5 separate regions of the Mus musculus genome follow, and all the other regions are linked to region 1. Evidence: chromatin contacts called from public promoter capture Hi-C data. All regions are on one chromosome and are shown on one strand. Each heading gives the region's core, a stretch centred on a gene start, on an enhancer-like site or on the middle of the called end of the contact. The rest is flanking DNA. Distances are from core to core; before and after follow the strand shown. Region 1 holds the start of Scube3 (signal peptide, CUB domain, EGF-like 3). Region 2 holds the start of Tulp1 (tubby like protein 1). Region 3 holds the start of Rpl10a (ribosomal protein L10A). Region 4 overlaps Anks1 (ankyrin repeat and SAM domain containing 1). Region 5 overlaps Anks1 (ankyrin repeat and SAM domain containing 1).

Region 1 (4,269 bases), core at 1,472-3,971:
ATTCCTGGGTATGGGGACGGCCACCTGCCATGGCAGCCCTTGGAGGTGGGAGATAGTGAACAAAATTAATTAATTAAAGGTAAATTTTAAAAATACAGCTGAAGCCGGGCAGTGGTGGCACATGCCTTTAATCCCAGCACTCAGGAGGCAGAGGCAGGCAGATTTCTGAGTTCGAGGCCAGCCTGGTCTACAAAGTGAGTTCCAGGACAGCCAGGGCTATACAGAGAAACCCTGTCTCGAAAAAACAAAAAACCAAAAACCAAAATAAAAATAAAAACACAGCTGAGTAGTGAGTGGGAAGGGCCGGGGAAAACTGGATGCTCCGTCGTAGGCTGTTCACACACAGCTCAGTGCTCCTTCCTAGTGCTCTAAGTGTGAGTTTGCAGAAAACTGTGCTAATCGACAGAGCAGAGGGCAATGTGGCCTCACCCCCAACTCACAGTGCCCAGGCTAGACCCCCTGCTACTACCTGAGTAGAATATTCTAGAGGGCTGAGGAGTGCGGTGGGGGTGGGCATAGAGCAGATGCTTGGGAGAAGCCCCCTGGGTTGTAGAGAGCAGAGGGGATGGTCAGAGGGCAACTAGGAAGTGGGAAGAGAAGGGGACTGTAGTCAAACAGGGCTTCCAGAGGACAGGGTAGCTTGGAAGGGCTTGGCTACTCACCGCCACTCCCACCCAAAACTCCAGGAGGACAGCGATGTTCAGGGGGTCCAGGAACTCTTCTCAAGCTCCTGGAGAGTCCTCCATGCCCACCTTAGCTGTGGGGTGGGAGGAGTGGGCTGGCAGCAAACCCCGCCTGCCTCAGGATGGAGAAGGGTGCACACTCAGGATTCCAAGAAGGCAGAGATGAAGGCAAGCAGGGCGGGAGACAATCTTCCCTCCCCACCTTGGGGCTTCTCTGCTCTCTCCAGTTCTCCCCAGGCACTGTCTGGCTACCCTCAATTCATCCCCCCCCACCCTTGTTTGGGGCAAAGAGAATGACAAGTTTGAACTTGTTCTCCAGCTTCCACATAATTGGTGGCAGCAGGCAAGGCTGCTCCAGAGGGAGGGGTTTACCAGAGGAATGGGGGAGGAAGGAATCTCAGGAGTGACAGGGCTGGGAGGGACCGTGTAGGGGGGTCATCTGACCAACCTTTCTGTGGCCTCCACTCCATTCCCATGACCTGTGTGTTCACCTCGCCCGCGCCATCTCTCGCATTGTACAAGGGGCCTCGAGGGTTCCTCTTCCTGGCTTTCCAGGGGCAGCGTCCCCTCAGCATCCTCTGGCCCAATAAACCCATCCTCCTTTTCTAGCTGGGGAAACTGAGGTCAATCGAGATGGGACCGGAAGCCAAGAGGCTTCTCAGGAGCTGGAACTGGGAAGTCAAAGCCTCTTTCTCTGTTCGTTCTCTTACCCTTTCATTTAATCCCTGCTAAAGGGAGGGCTCAACTCTTCTCCAGGGTAGGCAGGCGTCTGCTTACAGAGCCCACCCCCACCCCAGCTGAAGCCCGCTGCCAATGCCAAGGGTTTGAGGACTGAGTCATCTTTAGGGAGACCTTGGTCATTGCCCAGTTTTCCTGGGTACCCTGGGATTTTTTTTTTTTTTCCTGCACAAAATTGGCTCTGAAGCAGGCAGGACTCTGAGGCCTGGTACAATTGGCTCAGAGCGACTAAAGGGATAGGGGGAAAGGGGACAGTGTCCAGGACCCAGGGGAACTTGCTCCATCGGCAGAGTGTCTCTACTTTAAACCTAATCTCTGCTGCCAGTGAGGTTAGCACTGGAAGCCGGTTTGGAGAGATTGTACAGAGCCTTTGTGTGTGCCAAAGATGATCGTGGGGTAGCTTCTACCGGTGTGCTGAGCACTAGACAGTGCATATGGGAGCCACGCCGAGAAGGGCGTCTCAGCGGGCTACCTTCAACGCCCACAGAGCCTGCCCTTGGAGCCGGGCAGTTTTAGCCAGGACTCATCTGAGTATGAGGATTGTGTCCAGAGGGTGGGAGTGACTTTAGGGCTAAAGGTTCGGAGGACGTTCCTTGGACCGGAGTCCCAGCCCATCTCTGTTCCGAGGTGCAGCCCTTCCAAGCTTTCTCGACACCTCGCGCCCTCTTTGTCTCCCCGCCGAGGTGCGCGTGCAGACCTTCGCCGTTCGGCCCTCCTGACGTGCGAGCGCGGGGGGCGCACCCTCGGCTCCCCCGCTAGCTCCCCACAGGGAACGAGCGGACGAGCCGGAGCCCCGGTGCTGTTTGGTCTGGAGCGGAGCGGGGGCTTGCATTGATCCATTGATTGTGCGCGGTCTGCGCCTGACCTCCCTGCTCCCGGGGAAGCCGTCTCCATGGAGACCGGGCCCGCTCCCCCAGCGCCGGATTGTAAATTCCTGCAGGCAGCGGCCCGGCAGCCTGGGGAGGGGGCCGCGCGCCCGGGCGCGCAGGGGGAGCGGCCGCCACGCCGAGGCCCCCTTTGAAAGAAAAAAAAAAAAGGGCACGAAAAAGGAGGTGGAGGAGGAGGAGGACGGAGAGGAGAAGCAGGAGGGGCAGTGGGAAGGGGAGGAGGAAGAAAACGAAAAGGAGCAAGGAGAGGAGGAGAAAGAGGAGGAGGAGGAGGAGAAAGGCGAAGAAAAACAGACGGAGCCCGGGAGACGAGAAAGCAAGGGAGGAAGAAAGAGGCAGAAAGGGCGTGTTTAGGCGCTACGTCTCCCCTCCCCTTTCTCAGGTCCCAGCTCCGGCTCTGCGCGCTCGCTCTCAGGCTACAGCTCCCCGCGGGCGAAGCTGGGCGTCGGGTGCGATAGCCCGGGCCGCCCCTCGGGCCGCCGCCCCGCGCCTGCCCGCGTTCCCCACCGCGCGCTCCCCACGCCCAGCCCGGAGCCTCCGCGGGGCGCCTTCCAGTCCCCTCCCCCTCCTCCTCGCGCCCTCCCCGGGGCTGCGACACCCCCGCGGCCCCGCCGCGCGGAGCTCCAGGCCATGGGCTCGGGGCGCGTCCCCGGGCTCTGCCTGCTCCTCCTGCTGGTCCACGCGCGCGCCGCCCAGCATGGCAAAGCTGCGCAAGGTAAGGGAGGCGCGGTGCGGGATTGTGGGGCGGCGGGGCGGCGGGACAGAGGGGCGGCGGGACGGCGGGGCCCGAGCCACCAGGGCAGGTGTCTAGAAGTGCGTGGCTGTCAGGACCCGGCCCTGTGCCCCCCGACTCTTCGGCCAGTGGGGCACAGGGACGCTAGACCTCGGGGCGCTGCGCGACAGGCAATAGCGCCTGGGGAGGGGGGCGGCCAGCAGAAAGGAGCATGCATGCACTTCTGCCGGCTTCCCTGCCACCATCTAGCATCTTCCTCCGAGGTCAGAGAGAATCTTCTCTCAAACATTGCCAGGGACTCCACTTTGGAGCTTGAGACTGAGGGAAGGAAGTTTTCAACTCTGCTATACGCTTCGTAACCTCCTCCCCTGCCCGCATGAGGCAGAGTCAGGCCGAAATTTCGAAGTTACCGTCTTATCAAGTCGAAGGATGTTAAAGAAAAACACCTCTTTCGCGGTGAAACCGACTGCCTGTCACAGAATAGTAGGAGCAGTAGGAGAAAATGTCTGTGACTGCCTTCTGGCACGAACGTTGCGTTTCTGCCTTTGGGGGGGGGGAATCCCTTTCGTCTCGCATGGCTTTCATTTCTTATCATAATATTTATTTATTAAGGCCTGGGGTTTCCAATTCCATTTAAATCCAGGTTAGAATTGCATTAAAATAACAAAGTAAAATTCCAGGCTGGGAGCTCTGACAGATCCCTCTAGGAATTAGAGGGAGACTGGGAGGCCCTCCTGCCCCGGTCCCTGACCCCGCGCTCCTGGGCCAGCCAGTCCCAAGGCTGCGCTGGCAGAAACCAGGCTGGTGTCCCACAGTTCTCTGGGGACAGCCTCCCCTCCCCCCATTGACCTGCTGTACCCCTCCCCCCACGCTGTCCTCACCCAAAAGAGATTTATATGGACAAAAAGAAAATTCCTCTTAGCAAGATTTTGCCTGGGGAGGTAGATTCTGTCTATTGTCCTGGGGGTTCCTGAAGCCAGCCAGGGATGAAGAGGTGTCTGAGTCAGGAGGAAAGTTGAACTTGGGAGTTGAGGAAGTCGTCGAGTTGTCTGGCAGTCAGTCAGTCGGGTCAGTGTGTCGGGGGCGGGGGGGGGGGGGGGGCGGGCGGGGTGTGTGTGCTGAATCTTAAACTGGGCTATGCCAGCAGCTTTTCACTGTTGGTAGAAGGTGCTAAGCTAACACCTCCCTCCTCGTCCAAAACACTGCCTCTTCCCTTGCCCCCTCAGAC
Region 2 (4,217 bases), core at 906-3,405, 220 kb after region 1:
CTTTCTAGCGCCCCCCCCCACCCGTATCCAGCTTTAAGTCCCCAGGGTGCCAAAGCCAGACGAGTCTATTGGTCTCGTGTTAACTTTTTGTCTAAGTCTGAAAAATGATCTGGCTAGGAACCAGCTTAAGAGGCAGGGACGGAATGAACGGGTGAACAACGCTAGGCCTTCGCTGGAGCCTCTGAATCCTCCTTCAGCAGCGTCTCCTGCAAGGACCCTCCTCAGCCCCTTAGCACAGAGCCCCGGTTCCAGCGGCCCCCACATTTCTGACCTGACCTTCCTGGGCAGGCGCCCAGGCCTGGCGCCATCAGCGTCTTTAGCCACAGATTTCTTTTTTACTTTTATCTACTTTATAAAAAGCATAACGCAATCTACGTGAAGCAAACCCGCACAAAAAAACAAAAACAAAAAAACCACCACACATAGTCCTCCTCCTGGGCGTACCTCTGTGGTTTGCAACAGCCCTGAGAACTGATCTCCTTAGAGACCACCAGTGTGTGGAGGGGGGAGGGAAGGGGGCAGACTCTTCACAAAGTCGAAGGTGATGGGCAACCTTGGGATCCCGCCCGCCCCTCCAGAGGACTCTCTGCCTGTTCATGGGCTCCTGGGTGCTCCCTGCACCTACCCCTTGGGCCCAGAGCCTTGGCTTTCTTCTCTCTCTCCTTGGGTGCTTTCTTGGGGGGCAGAGAGCTTTTCTCTTTTTTCCCCTCTTTCTTCTCCTCCTCCTCCTCATCATCATCATTGTCATCATCATCCGAATCCTCTTCCGAATTCTCCTCTGTGGAGGGAAATTCTCCGATAAAACAGGCTCCAGAGGTTTAGTCCCTGCAGGACTCCAAGCACCTTCCTACAGTGGGCTGCGGTGGGAGGCACCCTGCTCAGGCTCCCTCCCCGTCACTCTCCCTCCTGATCCGTCTGTCTACCTGTGTGTCCCAATCTGACTTCCCACCGTCCCCACTTGTTCTTGTGCAGCTGCTTCTGACTCATCTGGGGTACTTAAGGCTACTAGCTGTAGCTCAAGGTTGGACTCCTGCTGCCTCAGTTTCCCTATATTGTAGCGGGGGCGGGGAAGAGCAGGGAAACCCCCGCCCCCCGGGCTGGGTGCTCTGGGGTGATACCTGCTTCCCCAGGCCAGCTGGCACCGTCTCTTCCTCCCTCCCAGTCACTCACCGCCTCCCAGGTCTGGGGCGCGGGCAACTAGGAAGTTTTCCCGGGGGTCCCGCTTCTTGGCCTCGGGGTCCCTCAGGAACTTGGCGTAGACTGTCTGCGCAGCGCGCGGCTCTGCCGAGTCTGCGGGCGGCTCCTCGTGCTTCCTGCGCCCAGCTAGGGCCAGACCTCGGGCTCAGCAGGGTCCTGGCCTGGGGGGTCCCCGCTTCAGCCTCCCGCGCCCGCACCTTCTCGCGCGCCCCCGCCCCAGGACTCACCCCCAGCTTTACGGGGTTTGGATTCCAGGGAGTCGGGGGTCTCGGGTTTCTTTTTCCTCAACTTCTGTCCCTGGGCGGGTCGCTGCGGAATAGGGGTCATGGGGAGAGGAGGGGACTCTAGGGCTCCCATCCCCCTCTAATCCCTTGGAGCCACCAGAAATAGCCACGGATTATCCCAAGGGGTGTTGCAGCCCCTGCTCTGGGTGAATGTCCTATCCACGCATGGTGGTCACTTCCAAGACTCAAAGCCCCCCAAGTCCTTCTGGGCACCCCACATCCTAACCCCCCTTTCTTCTTCTAAACTCTTCAAGCTAAGAGCTGCAGGGTTCTGGCGAGAGGACCTCTCCCGGGCAGCCCTGTTTCCTGTGCACACCAGAATATCTTCGCACCTCTTTTCCAATCCCTAAACCGGGTGACACACCTGTTTGGGGCGCAGCGGGGGCTCGGGGCTCAAGCAGTCCTCTTCATGGCCGCTGAGGGTACAAAGGGACCAGGTTGTTCCTCTCTTGCCGTCTACTCTCCCCCTCCCTACTGCGGCCCAGAAACTAGGGTTTGGAGTTCAGGTGGGGCGATGTGGGGCTCCCACCTGTCTGAGGCCCACACTTCCCGAAGGGTCTCCTCCTGCAGTGGCATTGCGTCTGTGTGCCTGTCACGGCCACCACCCCTCTCTCTCTCTCTGGTGACTCGCCGCTCCCCAGCCTCCCTTCCTTCCTAGCTAATCTCGGCTCAGCTTCTCCCCACCTTCCGGGCCAAGAGGCCACCAGGACTCACCTCTAAGGATAAGATGTTCTAGCCCCATTGGCTGAACCATTGAAGGGAAGCTCTGGAGCCCAGCTCTCCTCACTACAGCGGCCGGGAAGAAAAGGATATTCCACCCACCTCACTTTGCTACCTAAGATGTCAGTGGTGCGGGGTGCTGGAGAGTAAAAGGCCAGAGTGGCCCTCCAGACTGTCTTTGCCTCCCCCTTTTCCCAGACAGGGTCTCACTCTGTAGCCAGGGCCTTCCTGTGTGGGCTGGCCTGGAACCCAAGACTCTCCAATCTCCTGAGTGTGAGGATTGCCACCATGTGACACCATACTCAGCCTGAGACACGCTCATTTAAAATGTTTACATTTATTTATTGCATGTGTAGGTGGGACACATGGCCTGCTTCCTGTGTAAAGAGGACCTGAGGACAACTCCTTCTAGCGTGTGGCAGCATGTGGCAGCGTGTGCCCTGCCTAAGCCATTTCCCACAGCTTGCTTGCTTTCTCTTTCTTTCTTTCTTTCTTTCTTTCTTTCTTTCTTTCTTTCTTTCTTTCTTGTTTTTTTTTTTTTTTTTTGTTTGTTTGTTTTTTTTGTTTTTTGTTTTTTTGAGACAGGGTTTCTCTGTATAGTCCTGGCTGTCCTGGAACTCACTTTGTAGACCAGGCTGACCTTGAACTCAGAAATCCGCCTGCCTCTGCCTCCCAAGTGCTGGGATTAAAGGCGTGCACGCCACCACTGCCTGGCTCCTTTTATTTTTAAAGACAAGGTTTCACTATGCAGCCCTGGCTCATCTAGAGCTTGCTATATAGACAACCAGGCTAGCCTTCAGTTAATTCCCAGGGATATGCCTGCCTCCACCTCCTTAGTGTGGGATAACAGGCTTGCCTTGCTGGCTTGACTTGAGAGATGTATCGCAAGCGGTTGGGTTAAGGGGTCCCCAAAGCTTCCAGATCAGGAAGGGAGTCAGCAAGACACAAGGGTCACCCACAGCCTGGTGTGCTGGGAGGTGTGGGTTACTTGGAGGCAGCCCTGAGTGTGTCACTGAAGAGCTGCCGCCCCATCACCCTACATATAAGATAGGTGTAATAGCCCTGTGGAACCACAGGAAATGAGGTGACAGAGGAGAAGCCGCATACAGCAGACACTCGGTACTCTCCTTGGGTGCCCTTCTTCAGGGCCCACTGCACACAACACACATCTTGACCAGGGTTTGATTTCTTTCTTTCTTTCTCTCTTTCTTTCTTTCTTTCTTTCTTTCTTTCTTTCTTTCTTTCTTTCTCTTTCTTTCTTTTTTTAAGATTTATTTATTTATCATATGTAAGTACACTGTAGCTGTCTTCAGACACACATCAGATCTCATTACAGATGGTTGTGAGCCACCATGTGGTTGCTGGGAATTGAACTCAGGACCTCTGGAAGAGCAGTCAGTTTTAATCACTGAGTCATCTCTCCAGTCCCTCAAGAAATCTTTTTTTTTTTTAAAGATTTATTTATTTATTATATGTAAGTACACTGTAGTTGTCTTCAGACACTCCAAAAGAGGGCATCAGATCTTGTTACAGATGGTTGTGAGCCACCATGTGGTTGCTGGGATTTGAACTCTGGACCTTCGGAAGAGCAGTCGGGTGCTCTTACCCACTGAGCCATCTCACCAGCCCTCAAGAAATCTTAATAAAAGTAAATCCTGGGCTGGAGAGATGGCTCAGTGGTTAAGAGCACTGACTGCTCTTCCAGTGGTCCTGAGTTCAATTCCCAGCAACCACATGGTGGCTCACAACCATCTGTAATGGATTCTGATGCCCTATTTTTTTTTTTTTTTTTGGTGTCTGAAGACAGCTACAGTGTACTCATATAAATAAAATAACCCTTTTAATAAATAAATAAATCTTTAAAAAATAAAAATCTTAAAAACCAAAACCAAATCCAAGGACTGGTAAGATGATGGCTCAGTAGGTAAGAGGAGCTTGCTGCAGAGCTTGAACACCTACGTTAGATCTCCAGAACTCACATGCTGGGAAGCCAAAACCAACTCCTACAAGCTGACC
Region 3 (4,388 bases), core at 9-2,508, 190 kb after region 1:
CATGGGCTGAAAAGACACAGGGTGCCTGCTGCAGACCTGTGTGACATCTGTATTTCCACAGCACCTCACTCAAAAAATATTTAGCACACAGCTGGGCACGGTGGCACACACCTTTAATCCTGGAACTCAGGAGATCGAGGCAGGCAGATCTCTAATTTCAAGGCCAGCCTGGTTTACAGAGCGAATTCCAAGAGAGTCGGGGCTATGCCAAGAAACAAAAATTTGCCAAACTGATGTGACTGAATTAGCCTGAGAAAGTTCATGACAGCATCCTCCTACCTTAGCCCTGCAGTGGGTGGGGAACTGAGGTTTCTGGGTGCTTCTGAGTCCCTGTTCCAGGGAGGCAAGGAGGTCAGTCCAGTGAGAAGGTCTGGCTTTTGAGAACAAGCTGAATCTGACTACAGAAGCAAGGGGAACAATGTCTAAGAGACAGACGTCAGCCGCTCACCATGTTGATGGCCTTTAGAGTGTGGATGGCACTTGCAGCTTCAACCTGCCTGCTCTGCTCTGACCCTGTGGGAACCTGCTTCATCCTGCCTGCTGTTTGCTGTGTGTGTGCTCAGGCGAGATGAGCTATTCGTAGGTCTGCTCCCTGGAAATGGTGGGTGCTGGCTACATCTGTGATTTGTTCCCAGAGAGGGTGACATGCCTCCAAATGAGTCACTCCAGATCTGGAGGCTCCCTGCAAACGCTCCTTGACCCGGCGCCTCTCTATTAACTGCGAAGACCGGGGTCAAGTAACAAGAACGACTTTGTTTGAAATGCCAACTAATTGAGACAGGACAGGGGCATTTGTCCAAAGTCCACCTTGCCCGGAGGCTGAATCAGGGGCGGTTTATACAGATGGCCAGGATAGACTGGTGGGCGCCTCCTCCCAGGTGGAGGCTTAGGCTTAAGCCAGGCACATCTGATCCTAATCTAGTCACAAGGCGCTTTCCCGTTCTGCAGATCTCAGCAAGGGTCATTTCCTCAAGCTATTCCTGTCATCCATGCCTCTGCCCACATGCGGTGGCCGGACCATTGCACAATGCACGGCTAGAGGGGGCGGCTGCCCAGTGGCTCTGCGGGGCTCATCACCAAATTAGGCGATGACGGAGACCGGTTCTGCCGGGGACTGGAAGTCATGGGGCAGGCAGAAGATAGAAAGCAGGGAGAAATCCAATCCCAGGGCCCGGCTTCAGCCCTTGTCCCAATGCAGGACTGCCTGCTGCTCCTAGAGCGGTTCTCACGGTGCAGCCGCGTGGTGGCGCCCCCCCAGCGGCCGCAAACTGCAGCGCCTCTCCGGCTTGGCTGAGCGCGGAACGTGCCCGTAACGGGCAACTCTCGCGAGAACGCGGGCTCTATTTGAGCGCATGCGCAAAGCGCTCTGCCTTCTTTCCGGTTTCCGCGGCAGCCGCAGCCATGAGGTAAGTTGTTATCGTGGCGCTATCCGCCGCCATCCGTGCACCCACACGCCCGCGGACGCCCCGCGGCCCGTCTCGGAGGCTCTCCCGGCGACTGCCCCGCGTCGCGAGCCTTTCCCCAGCGTGCCGTGGGCCTGTCATCGGGCCCGGGGTGCAGCATGGCCGGCCCCGAACGCCTTCGCTTCTCCCCAACAGCAGCAAAGTCTCACGCGACACCCTGTACGAGGCGGTGCGGGAAGTCCTGCACGGGAACCAGCGCAAGCGCCGCAAGTGAGCGCGGGCCTCCCTCCCGGGGCAGGGCGAGCATCCCCGGCCATGGCGACCCTGGCTCACAGCTCCCCTCTCGCTCAGGTTTCTGGAGACGGTGGAGCTGCAGATCAGCCTGAAGAACTACGACCCTCAGAAGGACAAACGTTTCTCGGGCACCGTCAGGTTGGCACCGCTCTAACCCCACCCAGCCCTCAGTGTTCCCGTGTGGCCTGGCCGCGCCCTAGGCGGGCACGGGGACACTGACGTGCCAGGGTAGTTCAGGAGCCCTGCTGCAGGCAGGCAGGCTGGACGGACCCCCACCCTGGGTCTTAAAACAAGAGGGGAGGCGTGGGGAGGCCTCGGCCGAGCCCGCCGCCTAGCCTGAGAAGCCAGGCTAGTGTTGCCCAGAGCTCCGGGTAAGGCTTGCCGCTCCCTGCCATGCGTTCAGATCTAGCGGGATGGCCAGCGCCGACCATGACCTGTTCTGTTTTCTCCCCTCCCAAACGCAGGCTCAAGTCCACCCCACGCCCCAAGTTCTCGGTGTGCGTTCTGGGGGACCAGCAGCACTGTGATGAAGCCAAGGCCGTGGATATCCCCCACATGGACATCGAGGCGCTCAAGAAGCTTAACAAAAACAAGAAGTTGGTCAAGAAGCTGGGTAGGTGGGGCTCACTAGGGCTGAACACAACCCATGACCCCCTGCCCAGGAGTGGCAGCACACATTGGGCTTCACAACCAGTTAGAAAATGCCCCACAGGCTGGTCTGATACTCCCCTCTCGCCAGTGTGTGCAGTTGACTCATAGCCAGCTATTGGTTTGGGTTTCAAGTCTTTTCAGTTAACAACCTATCGAGGGAGGGGTCACAAGTGTCTCCCACGTGTTAGCCTCCATGGTAGCCCCTGTCTCCGCATACATTTTGGGAATAGTTATCCACTGTGAGCTAGGCAGTTGTCATGCCTGCTTTTATAGATAGAAGGTTTCTCCATCTGTCTTAAGATTTGGAGTAATACTGAGTCTTACTGATGTTGCCAGCCTGGGGTCTAAGGTTATCCTCTAGAAGTGCTCAGGACTGTGCCCTGTCACTGAGCTGTGTTCTCAGGTGACATTATGGTTCCCAGGCCTGCTTGAGGCTTCTCAGATAGCTGGCCTTGGTCCACCTTTGACAGATAATGAGACAGCTTTTTTCTTAAGATTTTATTTTATGTATATGAGCAGGCTGATGAGAGCCTCAGATCCCATTACAGGTGGCTGTGAGCCACCATGTGGCTGCTGGAAATTGAACTCAGGACCTCTGGAAGGCAGCACTCTTAACTGCTGAGCCATCTCTCCAGTCCATAGTTTGAGGCAATTTAAATGCAGGCTTACAGTGAATCCAAGGGGTGGGGGCCATCACAGCCCCTCAGTTCTATGCAGCACACCAGGGATTGTGGGACATCCTGGTCTAAGACCTCTGTGAGGACTTGAGGGTGGAGCTACTCAGCAGTCATGGGTCTGAGGAGGCAACTTGGCCTTCTCGTTGTAAAGGATGGGTTGGTTGTTTAAAATGTTTTGTTTTGTTTTTTTTTTTTTTTGGTGGTTTTTGTTTGTTTGGTTGGTTTTTTTGGTTTTTTTGGTTTTTTTTTTTTTTTTTGGCTCAATCCTGAGTGTCTGTGTCTTCTAGCTAAGAAGTACGATGCCTTTTTGGCCTCTGAGTCTCTGATTAAGCAGATCCCACGTATCCTGGGCCCAGGCCTAAACAAGGCTGGCAAGTTCCCCTCCCTGCTGACACACAATGAAAACATGGTGGCCAAAGTGGATGAGGTGAAATCGACAATCAAGTTCCAGATGAAGAAGGTCAGTCTGGGCGGTGTGTGGTGGGGAAACCAGAAAGAGCTAGGTCTGGGTGCCTTAGCCCTGGGTTAAGCCTTTTCACTGGGGGAAAGGGTACATGCTAGCTTAGCCTGGTGACCTTTTCTGTCCATGCAGGTGCTGTGTTTGGCCGTCGCTGTTGGCCACGTGAAGATGACCGATGATGAGCTAGTCTACAACATTCATCTGGCTGTCAATTTCTTGGTGTCCTTGCTTAAGAAAAACTGGCAAAACGTGCGGGCTCTGTACATCAAGAGCACCATGGGCAAGCCCCAGCGTCTGTATTAGGATGCTCCAATAAACCTCACTGCTGCCACTCAGCCTTGGTGTGCCTGTGATTGGGGGCAGGGCATGTGAGGCCACTATCCCAAAGCTGGGAGAGGGGGTCTGTAGGGGTCTACAATGCTTCTCAGGTGGTGGGAGAGGTACCTCTAACCCCCTCGTGGGTAGAGAGTCCGGCTTTTCTAGGTGAAGTTCCCAAGCTAATTCCCCCGTGGTTTTGTTTGGGGCTGTAGCTGTTGTCAGGCCTTAGGGGAACACCCATAGTCTGCTCAGTAATGGCTTTAAGCCCTGGGCATAAGAGTTCCTGTCTGCTGCAGCTTCCAGGTAACACCCATCTTGGGCAGGCCCCTCAAAGCCAGGTGGGGACAGGGCTGAGGGAAACAAACCAGCAGATGTGAAGGCAGGTCAACCAGTGAATGTGTAAGGTGTCCATTTGAATCACCTTGTGAAGATAGCTCTCTGAGTACTGAAACTACCCCAGGCTTTGTGGGTGACAGAGGTCTCTTATCTAAAGACTTGCATGACCACCCAGCCTGGTCACCTGGCTGCAGCTAACCCCAGGACTCCCAAAGTTTGCTACTTAAGCCACTGTAGCTGTTTCTTGAA
Region 4 (4,332 bases), core at 1,288-3,787, 200 kb before region 1:
AGAGAATTAGTTTTGAGAGAAGAATTTGTGTTGCAAATGAAATGCTGTGTTGTCCAATCTTATTCTGTATTTATCACACTAACCAAATGAAAGTTGGTCAGTTGGTCAGTCTGTCCTGCTCTATTGTCCTACCCTTCTGTCTCTTTCTCTTGAGTCTGACTCTGGCCTAGACTCATATAGTACCCACTGTGTAGCTGGCCTCCAATTTATAAATTATCTCCCCATCTCAGCTTACTGAGTGGTGGGATTTCAGATGTGCAATGAGCATGGTTTAAAAAAAAAAAAAAAGCGGGGCGTGGTGGCACATGCCTTTGGAGGCAGAGGCAGGCAGATTTCTGAGTTCGAGGCCAGCCTGGTGTACAGAGTGAGTTCCAGGACAGCCAGGGCTACACAGAGAAACCCTGTCTCGAAAAACAAAAACAATAAATAAATAAATAAATTAATTAATTAATTAATTAAAAAAAAAAGCCTTTTAGACATGTAAAAATAGCTTAGGAACCCTACCACAGTCAAGGCTGTCCCATAACCAGAACCAAATAACCTCACTTACTCAAGGTGACCAGACACAGTCCTTGAACCCCATGATGCGCACTGGACAGAGTATGAGGAGAGACCAAGAGCAATGCGTTGCTCTGTACATCTCTCCAGATGTGCAGGCACCATCTTGATCTGCCCTGTGGCTGAAGAATCTCCCCCCAGGATCCTGACCATGGAATCAGAGACTTCTGTTAGAGACTGGACCTGAGCCTCAGCTAGGATACATCACACAGGTGAGCGGCGTCGGGGAGACAGGCGTAGGACCATAGTTAGAAGTTTAGAGTGTGATCCTTGTGTGATGACCCTCAGCAGAGTAAAATAAAACTTTTGTTAGGCTACCCGTATCAGTTTTTCTGCTCCTGCCAAGGTGTGAGCCACGACACGTGGCATAAGGGGCTTTTTTCTTTGCTTTTCTTCAGTAGACTTCTTGTTAATGCAGACTGCACATGTAGCCTGTGGCCCTGTTTCTGGCCTGGCCTCTCCTCTACAGCTAAAGCTAAGAGGGTCTCGGCCCAGCTGGCCCTGGCTGCCCTGTATAGAAAATATGGAGCCCAGGGGCTGTTGAGCAACTTGTGGAGCTGTAGGACTGTGGGCCTGGAGAGAGGAGGCTTTTTCTTTGCTCATAGTTATTAGGCTTCCTACAGAGCCTGACTCTCCCCCTCCATTCCTATCTCAGGCGCTCTCCAGAAAAGCCCTTCTGGTCTCTTTTCCTACCATAAATCCCTAAGGTCATGTCAGTTCCCTGTTTCTAGAGACTGAGTGTGGCCATCAGGAAATCAGTGTTGAGGCAGCTGGTGTGTAGCTTCTGACTGAAAGTCAAAGGCTGTTGAGTCCTGAGCAGGCAAGGCCACGCATGGTTCCTTAACATGGGAGAGTGTGGTTCTTAAGCCAGCTCCCTGTTAGCAGAGTGTTACAGCCCTCTTCCTCAGTCCCCTCCCTTTCCAGCGAGTCATCTGCAGGGATGTGAGGAGCAAGGGATCTCATTTGGCAGGGTTTCTAGCAGAGCCTGCCATTGTTAGTGCTCATTAAACTTTAGGTTTACAGTTGTGCTGTGCATGGGAGAAGACACTGGGCCAATATGGCTGCCACCCGCACCCCACCCCACCCCATCCCAGTGCACCTTAGCACTTGGTGGAGAGACTTAGGAGGAGGAACACAGCATGCAGCCTCTGTGGGTCCTTTTACGGAGGCCATCCCAGAAAACATGGTCTCCCGAGAGGGCTGCTGTTCGCTGCTGTCTACAGCCCAGTTAAAAGTGCTCTGCTGCTTCCTCAGTGGTGAAGAACAAGGTAATGAACATGTGCCTGGTTGACGGATCACCACAAAGCTAGCCTTCTAAGTGTGGAGTTGATCAGTTGCTCCCGTGCATTGAAGTTTCTATACTGTTTTTAAGTTGGTTCCCAGTGGTAAGACTCTTGCCTAGCTTCTGCAAGGCTGTGGTTCCATCCTCAACACCACAGTAAAGAAAGAGGAGAAAGTTAAATAAATCTAAGAGTTGGTTGTAGTTGGTAAACCGTACGGCGCCCGGTCCTTTGTGGAAGTCCTGGGAGTTAGTCTCCGGTGAAGGTCCCCTGAGGATTATTATTTCCAACAGGAAATCAAACCCTGACTCAGGGCTCCTTCATTGGGACCGTGGCCTGCCTTCCTGCATTGCTGGGCTTCTGCAGTCTGGCTCACAGCTCTCACTGAGCTCACCATTCCCGTGCATGGGATGCTACAGGGTCACCTCATCTAACAGGTGCCTTCTCTGGACCCAACAGGAGACCTGTACACACGCCTCTCTGCCCATGGCATTTTCTGTGCCACCTCGCAACTTCAAGCCGTGCCAGTTCAAATCCTAGCTTGGCAGCTATAGGGCACTTAGTCCTTGGGGTGGCCCCGAAGCTTGATTCATTTTCAGAGTGGCAAGCTCACACTTCCCCAGCATGGTGCTGAGTTAGATGCCACAGCACACCGCAGCTTCTTGTTAATGGTTGCTGAAAGGCACCCTCTGTGTTAGTGCTTACTGAAGGTCTTCCCGTCCTGCGTGGGAGGGAGGCCTTTCCCTGTTACCCAGAGCCTGGCTTATGTCTCTCATCATGGCATTTATTACGTTTCACTGTTACTTCCTGTTTGCTGTTCCTGTCCAGTTTCGCCAGCTTGTTGAAGTCTGTAGCGTCTGTGTCTTGGCTGCAGTCCTCTCCTTGTGTCTGCTAGACTTTCCTTTGCCATGTGCTAAATAGAATGCTTTGGAGTAGCTGTTGAAGAGTAGGTCTGCTCGCCCACTCAGAACTAAGAGGTTGAAATTGTTTTCCTGATGCCTGCGCCCCCCCCCCCCCCAAATCAGGAGTTTTTTGAAGATACACAGAACATTTGAAATGATGCTCAGTAAGCCTGCTGTGCCAGGCTCTAGCCAGTCTGTGGGTTTGTTCCTATGAATTCTTCAGAGTTAAGTGCTAATATGCCTCCCTGGGAGTGATGTACATGAAGCAGGAAGCACTACAGAGGTTAGAGACAGGATAACCAGGAGTTCAAAACCAGCCTTGTTTACATGATCCATATCCTTCCACCCCAAAGAGTTTCATAGGCCTGGTGGTGCATGCTGAGGTTCTAGTGTAGGAGGCTGGGGAGCTCTGACCTGATGCCTGCTTTATGGCGCGCTCTGCCCTGCTGAGGACTTGGCGCTAACGGGTTCCCTCTTCCTACAGCTGCTGTTCCAGCCTTTTCTATAGATGTGCAGTGGCTAGGGCCTGTTCCCTGCGGTTGCAGTGTGTCAGGAACACAGACAAGATATGGACAGTCAGCAAGCATGATGGGAACTGTGCCAGCAGTATGTGTGTGTGAGAGGGTGTGTTTGTGTGTGTGTATGTGTGTGTGTGTGTGTGAGAGAGAGAGAGAGAGAGAGAGAGAGAGAGAGAGAAGAAAAAACATCTATTTTAGTGGCTTCTTTTCCCAAAGTTAAAAATAGTTAATCTCACCCTGTGTGTCTCCTCCCCCACCCCCCCAATCAGAGTAGCACAGAGGACACACAAGGGCTAGTTTGTTTCAGACTTTCTGTCAGAATACACTGTTGGGTAAAACATGTTTTCTTCTGAATGTTTTTCCAATAAGAAAACACAAGCAATTAGGAGCCAAGGTTTACTGTGAGTCTCTGGCTTTAATAGTAGCGGGCTATGCTAGTTAGTCACAATGGCAAAAAGTCTGCTTGTTATCCACAAATCACTAGGGTTCCAGCCTGTTAACATCACTACATTTCAATTTTCTATTTGTATTGCAGTTTTTCTTTTTCTTCTCTTTCCCAAATAGTGCCGGGTGATGCTCAACTCTCCATCCTTCTGACTACACACACACACACCCTCACACCTTCCCCAAGTAATGGGGTTACAGGCTGAAGCAGCACACAGACCTTCTGGTTGTATATTTTTATTTTATTTGATTCTTTTGTAACAGGGTTTATCTTTGTAGCCCTGGCAGTTTTACAACTTGCTTTGTAGACCAGGCTGGCCTTAAGAGTTCCTACTGCTTCTGTCTTCTTATGCTGGGGTTAAAGGCGATTGCCGACACACCCAACTTGTTTGCATATTAGAACAACAACAACAACAACTTAAGGCAGGACTGACCTCTGTTCTAACATCTGCCTGTGAAGAGATGTGTTTTCAGAAAAAAGAGACACAGCAGCATCTTCAGAGGCTTGGAGAACACAGCCTTCCCCACTGCCTTGAGTTTGCACAAAGGACCTTCTCAGTTGTTTTGTGACCCTCCTCCAATTTGTCTGTAGCTGCTTTTATACCTTGAAACTAGTACTTGGCACGTAAG
Region 5 (4,599 bases), core at 1,193-3,692, 140 kb before region 1:
CTTCCTCTGGCACTGCTGAAGATCCTCTCTCTCAGCTCCATTGTCAGCTATGCTGCTGCAGGCATGCTGTTTGTATGTGAGTGCGCGCGCACACACACACACACACACCCCTCCAGGACTGCACTCACCCCACAATGCACTGTCACAGTGATGCTAACAGCATAGACTGTGTAGACAGTGGGCTGTAGAGACGGCCCAGCCACGGTTAAGACACCACACTGCTCCAGCAGAGAACCCAGGTCTGCCCCTGACACCCACATCAGTCTGCTCACAGCCATTTTATCCAGTCCAGAGACACAGGACCCTCTTCTGTCCTTTTTGGGCACCTGCAAAAAACAAATCTTTTTTTTTGTTTGTTTGTTTTTTTGTTTTTTCGTGACAGGGTTTCTCTGTATAGTCCTGGCTGTCCTGGACCTCACTTTGTAGACCAGGCTGGCCTCGAACTCAGAAATCCGCCTGCCTCTGCCTCCCGAGTGCTGGGATTAAAGGCGTTCTGATGACACCACCTGGCTGATAACAAGAATTTCTAATCCCTGTACCAGGGAGGTAGGAACACGAGGACCTTCCAGCTTTCCTAGCCCAATGCTAAAACCCTGGGCTCAGTAAGAGACCCAGTCTCACGGGACCTGAGCTGTACATACATGTACACATGCTTGCAGTGTGAAAGGCACACAAACATGTGCTTAGAAAACAAAACTGGCCGGGCAGTGGTGGCGCACACCTTTAATCCCAGAACTGGGGAGGCAGAGGCAGGTGGATTTCTGAGTTCAAGGCCAGCCTGGTCTACTACAGAGAAACCCTGTCTCGAAAAACATACACACACACACACACACACACACACACACACACACACACACAAAATAACAACCAAAACTGGGAAATGCCTTCACGTCTGAAGATGTGCACTCCTGCTTATTTAGTCTCTGGCATGCCTATGGTTTTGTGGCTGGTGTTTTGTTTTTGTCAATTTTCTTTTTCACAATTAATTTTCTTTTTTAAAATTAATGGTGTCTGCCTGAGGTAGTGCATGCGACGGTAGTCCCTGTTATTTGGAGAGCAGAGGCCAGAGGGTCTTTTAAGTCTGGGAGTTGAAGAGCATCTCAGATGTTACACTGTGATGTGGCAGACAGGTGGCCCTGAGAGGGGAGGCTGGGAGGTGAGCAGCAGGTGAGTAGAGATAAAGCGCCTGCGAAGCTCCCTCGCTGTGCCCGTGGCCGCCAGCCTCCTTGTAGCTGCTACACTGTATCTGAAGGGGGAGAGGAGCAGCCAGCCTCCTTGTAGCTGCTACACTGTATCTGAAGGGGGAGAGGAACAGCCAGCCTCCTTGTAGCTGCTACACTGTATCTGAAGGGGGAGAGGAGCAGCCAGCCTCCTTGTAGCTGCTACACTGTATCTGAAGGGGGAGAGGAGCAGCCAGCCTCCTTGTAGCTGCTACACTGTATCTGAAGCCGGAGAGGAGCAGCGGGAAGTCACGTGACGGACACAGGCCGGCCACATGTGCGAGTGGGATCAGGAACTGAGACAGCCTGACATTCAGTGACTGCAAACTCCAGGTTGGGTAGCACATAGGAAAGTAGCCAGGAGGTCTACTAGTCACACTGCTGTCCTGGGCACTCTGTGGGCCTGTGAAGTGGTGAGCGAGCATGAGGACAGCCGTGCATGGGAATGCACATAGTGCGGTTGGGGTGATGTTCCCCAGAGCCGTGCTGCACTTGAGTGAGAAGACTTTGGTCTTCTTGCCTGTCCTCTGTCTACAGTCCTCTCTCTGCTCCTGTCACCTTGGTGACCCCTCTCCAGGGCTGAGCAGGGAGTCCCCTTACTCAGCTTTCAGAAAGAGAAGGTCATGCCAGTCCTCAGGCCCTTCCGTCTCTCCCTGAAGACCCAGGCTGGCTTTTCACGGCAGGCGCTTGCACGCCTCTGTGACTCTGTGAACAGACAGCTTGGCAGTTGAGTCTCATGGAGCAGCATCTTCTCCCCAGCTTCTGACTCAGGCTTCTGACAAAACCAGGCCTCTGGCTGCCTCCCTCCTCCTGCTGCTGCAGGCTTAGGACAGCTCACTTTCCCTCTCATCAAATAAGCTTTGTGAGTAGTGGCTCTGTATTTCCTTCCACAGAATGTTTTGACAAATTATATGGATATGTACATGGGTGGTAAATACAAAAAATAGTTGAAATGTGTAAGGGGGCAGAATATGTTGAATTCACATGAAAGTGATTTTAAAAAATAAAAGCAGTTTGATGTTCAAAAGTGAGACAAATTATGTTCACACAAGAGATCAGAGATAGCTCTATAAGGAGAGTGTCTGAGCCAAGCCCTGAAATAGAGACTTCAACTTGGTAGGCCAAGGCTGGGGAGGGAGATGACCAAGGTTCCAGGCAGGGGTGTGGCACACAACAGTGGGTGGAGGGAGGGAGGGAGGAGGTGGAGAGTAGCCTGGAACAAAGAGAACTTGTCCTAGAGGTTGGCTCTCAAATGTCAGTCTTTATTCCAGAGACAGAGCGGTACTGTTGAAACTTGAGGAGTGGGGTGGCAGCCTGGGGGCCACATGCTCTGAAGGGTAGAAATTGGGAGTCTTAGCTTGGAACAAGCCAGAGGCAGGAACAGCTTGCAGCCAGGATTCTTCCCAGAGGGGCAGGAGGAAGTCAGGGGAGGAGGAAGGAGTGGGACAAGTCTGAGGGGTAAGGTGACAGGGGTGCGGCCAGGTATGGGTGAGCAGGGCTGTGTGCTGAGGTGTCCAGCCTGCGTTCTAGGAGAACACTGTGTGAATTATGCCCACAATGCCCAGAAATGTGGTCCTGATGACTAAGAGAGATGCTGAAGATCCCAGGAGCTGAATGACCTCAGCAGAGACGAGCACAGGGCTGGGTGGAAGTCTGTGTTCTCAGGACCTGTTGGTCACAGCCCAGGTGGCCGTCCGTTCACTTTCTAGCCATTGACACGGGAAGGGGAAAGCCTTGGGAAGGTAGTCCCCAAAAGCTGGGTATGCCTCTTCAGTGCAATCATGCTGAAGAGGTGGCAAATTTGAAAAAGAACAGCCTTAAAGGCTAGGCATGGGGAGCTAGGACAAGATGGTCACAAGTTCCACATCAGCCTGGACCACAGAGTGAAGCTGCCCTAAGCAACAGCCACGCCCTTTATCCTAGGTGGCTAGAAAGTCCAGGTCAGGGGAGCGCAGGAAAGTAAGCATGTGAGCCCAGTTACCACTATGTCCAGTGACACGGAGCTAGAGGACAAAGACTAGGAAAGCGTCAGGTGATTGGGAGGCCACTGGTAAATCCTGATGGGGCCGTGCTTCTCTGAGACAGATCGCAAGGAACAACAGTTCCTGGGTTCTGTCTTGGTGACAGAAGGGAGCCCTTAGGACGGCTGTGTTGCTTGCTGCCTTCTTGGGAGACTGTGTCATGTCCTCCGGAACAGAAGAGACAGTCACTCTGGTGGTGACATCAGAGCTTTCAGGAAAGAAGAAAGATGTAAGAAGTCCAGGCCAGGGCAGAGGCTTGTGTTTGAACTCCTGCTCACTCTCTTTTGGCCGGGACCTTCAGAGTCCTGTGCCTTCTCGAAGCATCAGCATCTGTGTAAAGAATCCTAAGGTGCCATGGGCACAGAGCAGAGCTTCCTGTTGGGAAGCCATGGAAGCAAGCTGGATGCAGAGCTTAGCAAGGAACCCGGGGGCGGGGGCGGGGGGGGGGCAGAAGGGTGAGATGAATCTGGAGTAATGACAGTCTTAGCTCTTCCTTGAGACTCTAGCAGGCTCAGCACTGCAGCAGCTGCAGAAGAGAAAGCAAATGGTTGTGAAGACCCAGTGTAGGAACTGTCCAAAGCCATGGGGCAGAGAGGCCAGGCATCCATAAGGTCGCTTGCTAGGGAAGGTGTCACAGCAGGAGGAACTTGATCCAGGCCAGGCTGTTAAGGAGAAGGGCAGGGGTATGAGGGGCAGGGAACTATGACAGGTGGTGAATAGCCTCCTCAGGGGACTGGGGAAATGGCAGTGTGTGCAGTGAGGTCACCAGGACCTGGTGTGGGGCAGTCTAAAGTCCCAGACCTGGGCTGTCCCCATGGGCACACAGGGAGGGATTGCTTGTTAGCACGCAGAACCAAGTCTCAAGGCTGCTGGACTTCCAGCTTTGGTTTTCTTCAGCCTGCTTTCAGGACTGCTTGGAAGAAAGCATCCCCTTAACAGTTAGGAAAGTCAACCAAGCTCTGTGTGGGCCGTGACCTTACAGAGGATTTTGAGCATGGCTGTGCATAGAGAATGACATAGAGACAGCAGTGGCTCCCTGGGCTAAGTGCCTGCCTAGCACAGGCACCATGCTGGGTGGTTTCCCCTGATCACCTCATTGTTTGTAACTCAAGACTCAGCTTCAGGTTGGGGCTGGTTTTGTCCCTGTGTAATGGGGGTGGGGGAAGAGCCCTAGTCCACTGAATCAGACCCACATCTTTATCTATGTGACTAGAACCATTCAATCCAAAACCCTGATTCAAGTCACAGAACTGGGAGGGACCACGGAGATGTGATGTAAGCACAGATTCACACCTGGGTGTCTCGGACACCTCCTCATGTGTCTCAACTGTTTATGCTCCGAAAAGATCATCCCAGGA

Evidence for each region. Promoter capture Hi-C pulls out the DNA fragments that hold promoters and counts their contacts. Capture Hi-C pulls out chosen DNA fragments and counts their contacts.
Region 2: a contact with region 1 is called in a promoter capture Hi-C map of embryonic stem cells. The contact joins the promoter of Tulp1 here to the promoter of Scube3 in region 1. A contact is called at or near these places in 5 of 39 promoter capture datasets (cranial neural crest, embryonic stem cells, liver and 2 more), 2 of 484 Hi-C or Micro-C datasets (both in embryonic stem cells), 2 of 115 datasets of contacts at active chromatin or transcription factors (embryonic stem cells and pancreatic cancer cells) and 3 of 9 other capture datasets (adipose tissue, liver and pancreatic islet).
Region 3: a contact with region 1 is called in a promoter capture Hi-C map of adipose tissue. The contact joins the promoter of Rpl10a here to the promoter of Scube3 in region 1. A contact is called at or near these places in 1 of 39 promoter capture datasets (neutrophils), 2 of 115 datasets of contacts at active chromatin or transcription factors (embryonic hindbrain and embryonic stem cells) and 3 of 9 other capture datasets (adipose tissue, liver and pancreatic islet).
Region 4: a contact with region 1 is called in a promoter capture Hi-C map of hematopoietic stem and progenitor cells, with 2.4 times the contacts expected there. The contact joins the enhancer-like site here to the promoter of Scube3 in region 1. A contact is called at or near these places in 4 of 39 promoter capture datasets (cranial neural crest, hematopoietic stem and progenitor cells, hippocampal neurons and 1 more), 1 of 15 datasets of contacts at CTCF or cohesin (large pre-B cells), 4 of 484 Hi-C or Micro-C datasets (the G1E-ER4 cell line, beige adipocytes, cranial neural crest and 1 more) and 1 of 9 other capture datasets (adipose tissue).
Region 5: a contact with region 1 is called in a promoter capture Hi-C map of hippocampal neurons, with 2.0 times the contacts expected there. The contact joins the enhancer-like site here to the promoter of Scube3 in region 1. A contact is called at or near these places in 17 of 39 promoter capture datasets (the 3T3-L1 cell line, the C10 cell line, the HPC-7 cell line and 12 more), 36 of 484 Hi-C or Micro-C datasets (the AML12 cell line, the AtT-20 cell line, B cells and 27 more), 5 of 115 datasets of contacts at active chromatin or transcription factors (the HPC-7 cell line, embryonic stem cells, oligodendrocyte precursor cells and 1 more) and 3 of 9 other capture datasets (adipose tissue, liver and pancreatic islet).

The regions. Positions count from the first base shown.
Region 1 is chr17:28,139,588-28,143,856 of GRCm38.p6, forward strand. Scube3 (signal peptide, CUB domain, EGF-like 3) reads left to right here and starts at 2,722. Exons shown (of 22, transcript NM_001004366.2): 1 at 2,722-3,023. The coding sequence starts at 2,939.
Region 2 is chr17:28,363,061-28,367,277 of GRCm38.p6, forward strand. Tulp1 (tubby like protein 1) reads right to left here and starts at 2,156. Exons shown (of 15, transcript NM_021478.2): 1 at 2,011-2,156; 2 at 1,846-1,897; 3 at 1,425-1,506; 4 at 1,171-1,323; 5 at 626-778. The coding sequence starts at 2,057.
Region 3 is chr17:28,327,213-28,331,600 of GRCm38.p6, forward strand. Rpl10a (ribosomal protein L10A) reads left to right here and starts at 1,259. Exons shown (of 6, transcript NM_011287.2): 1 at 1,259-1,406; 2 at 1,599-1,673; 3 at 1,755-1,835; 4 at 2,162-2,310; 5 at 3,313-3,485; 6 at 3,618-3,821. The coding sequence starts at 1,402. The coding sequence ends at 3,788.
Region 4 is chr17:27,935,939-27,940,270 of GRCm38.p6, forward strand. All of the region lies in intron 1 of Anks1 (ankyrin repeat and SAM domain containing 1), which reads left to right. Among named protein-coding and RNA genes, the nearest start is that of Anks1, 29 kb to the left of the region's middle. Within about 2 kb of position 2,538, at least 64 of the 459 cell types and tissues checked have an H3K27ac peak or open chromatin away from gene starts, as enhancers often do. A contact at or near this core is called in adipose tissue and hematopoietic stem and progenitor cells, where this site is marked.
Region 5 is chr17:27,998,604-28,003,202 of GRCm38.p6, forward strand. The region is part of intron 11 of Anks1 (ankyrin repeat and SAM domain containing 1); the gene reads left to right. Gm35290 (a long non-coding RNA gene) reads right to left here. Exons shown (of 2, transcript XR_003952249.1): 2 at 2,462-3,903. Among named protein-coding and RNA genes, the nearest start is that of Gm35290, 6.4 kb to the right of the region's middle. Within about 2 kb of position 2,443, at least 73 of the 459 cell types and tissues checked have an H3K27ac peak or open chromatin away from gene starts, as enhancers often do. A contact at or near this core is called in the C3H10T1/2 cell line, cerebral cortex, cortical neurons and 3 more, where this site is marked.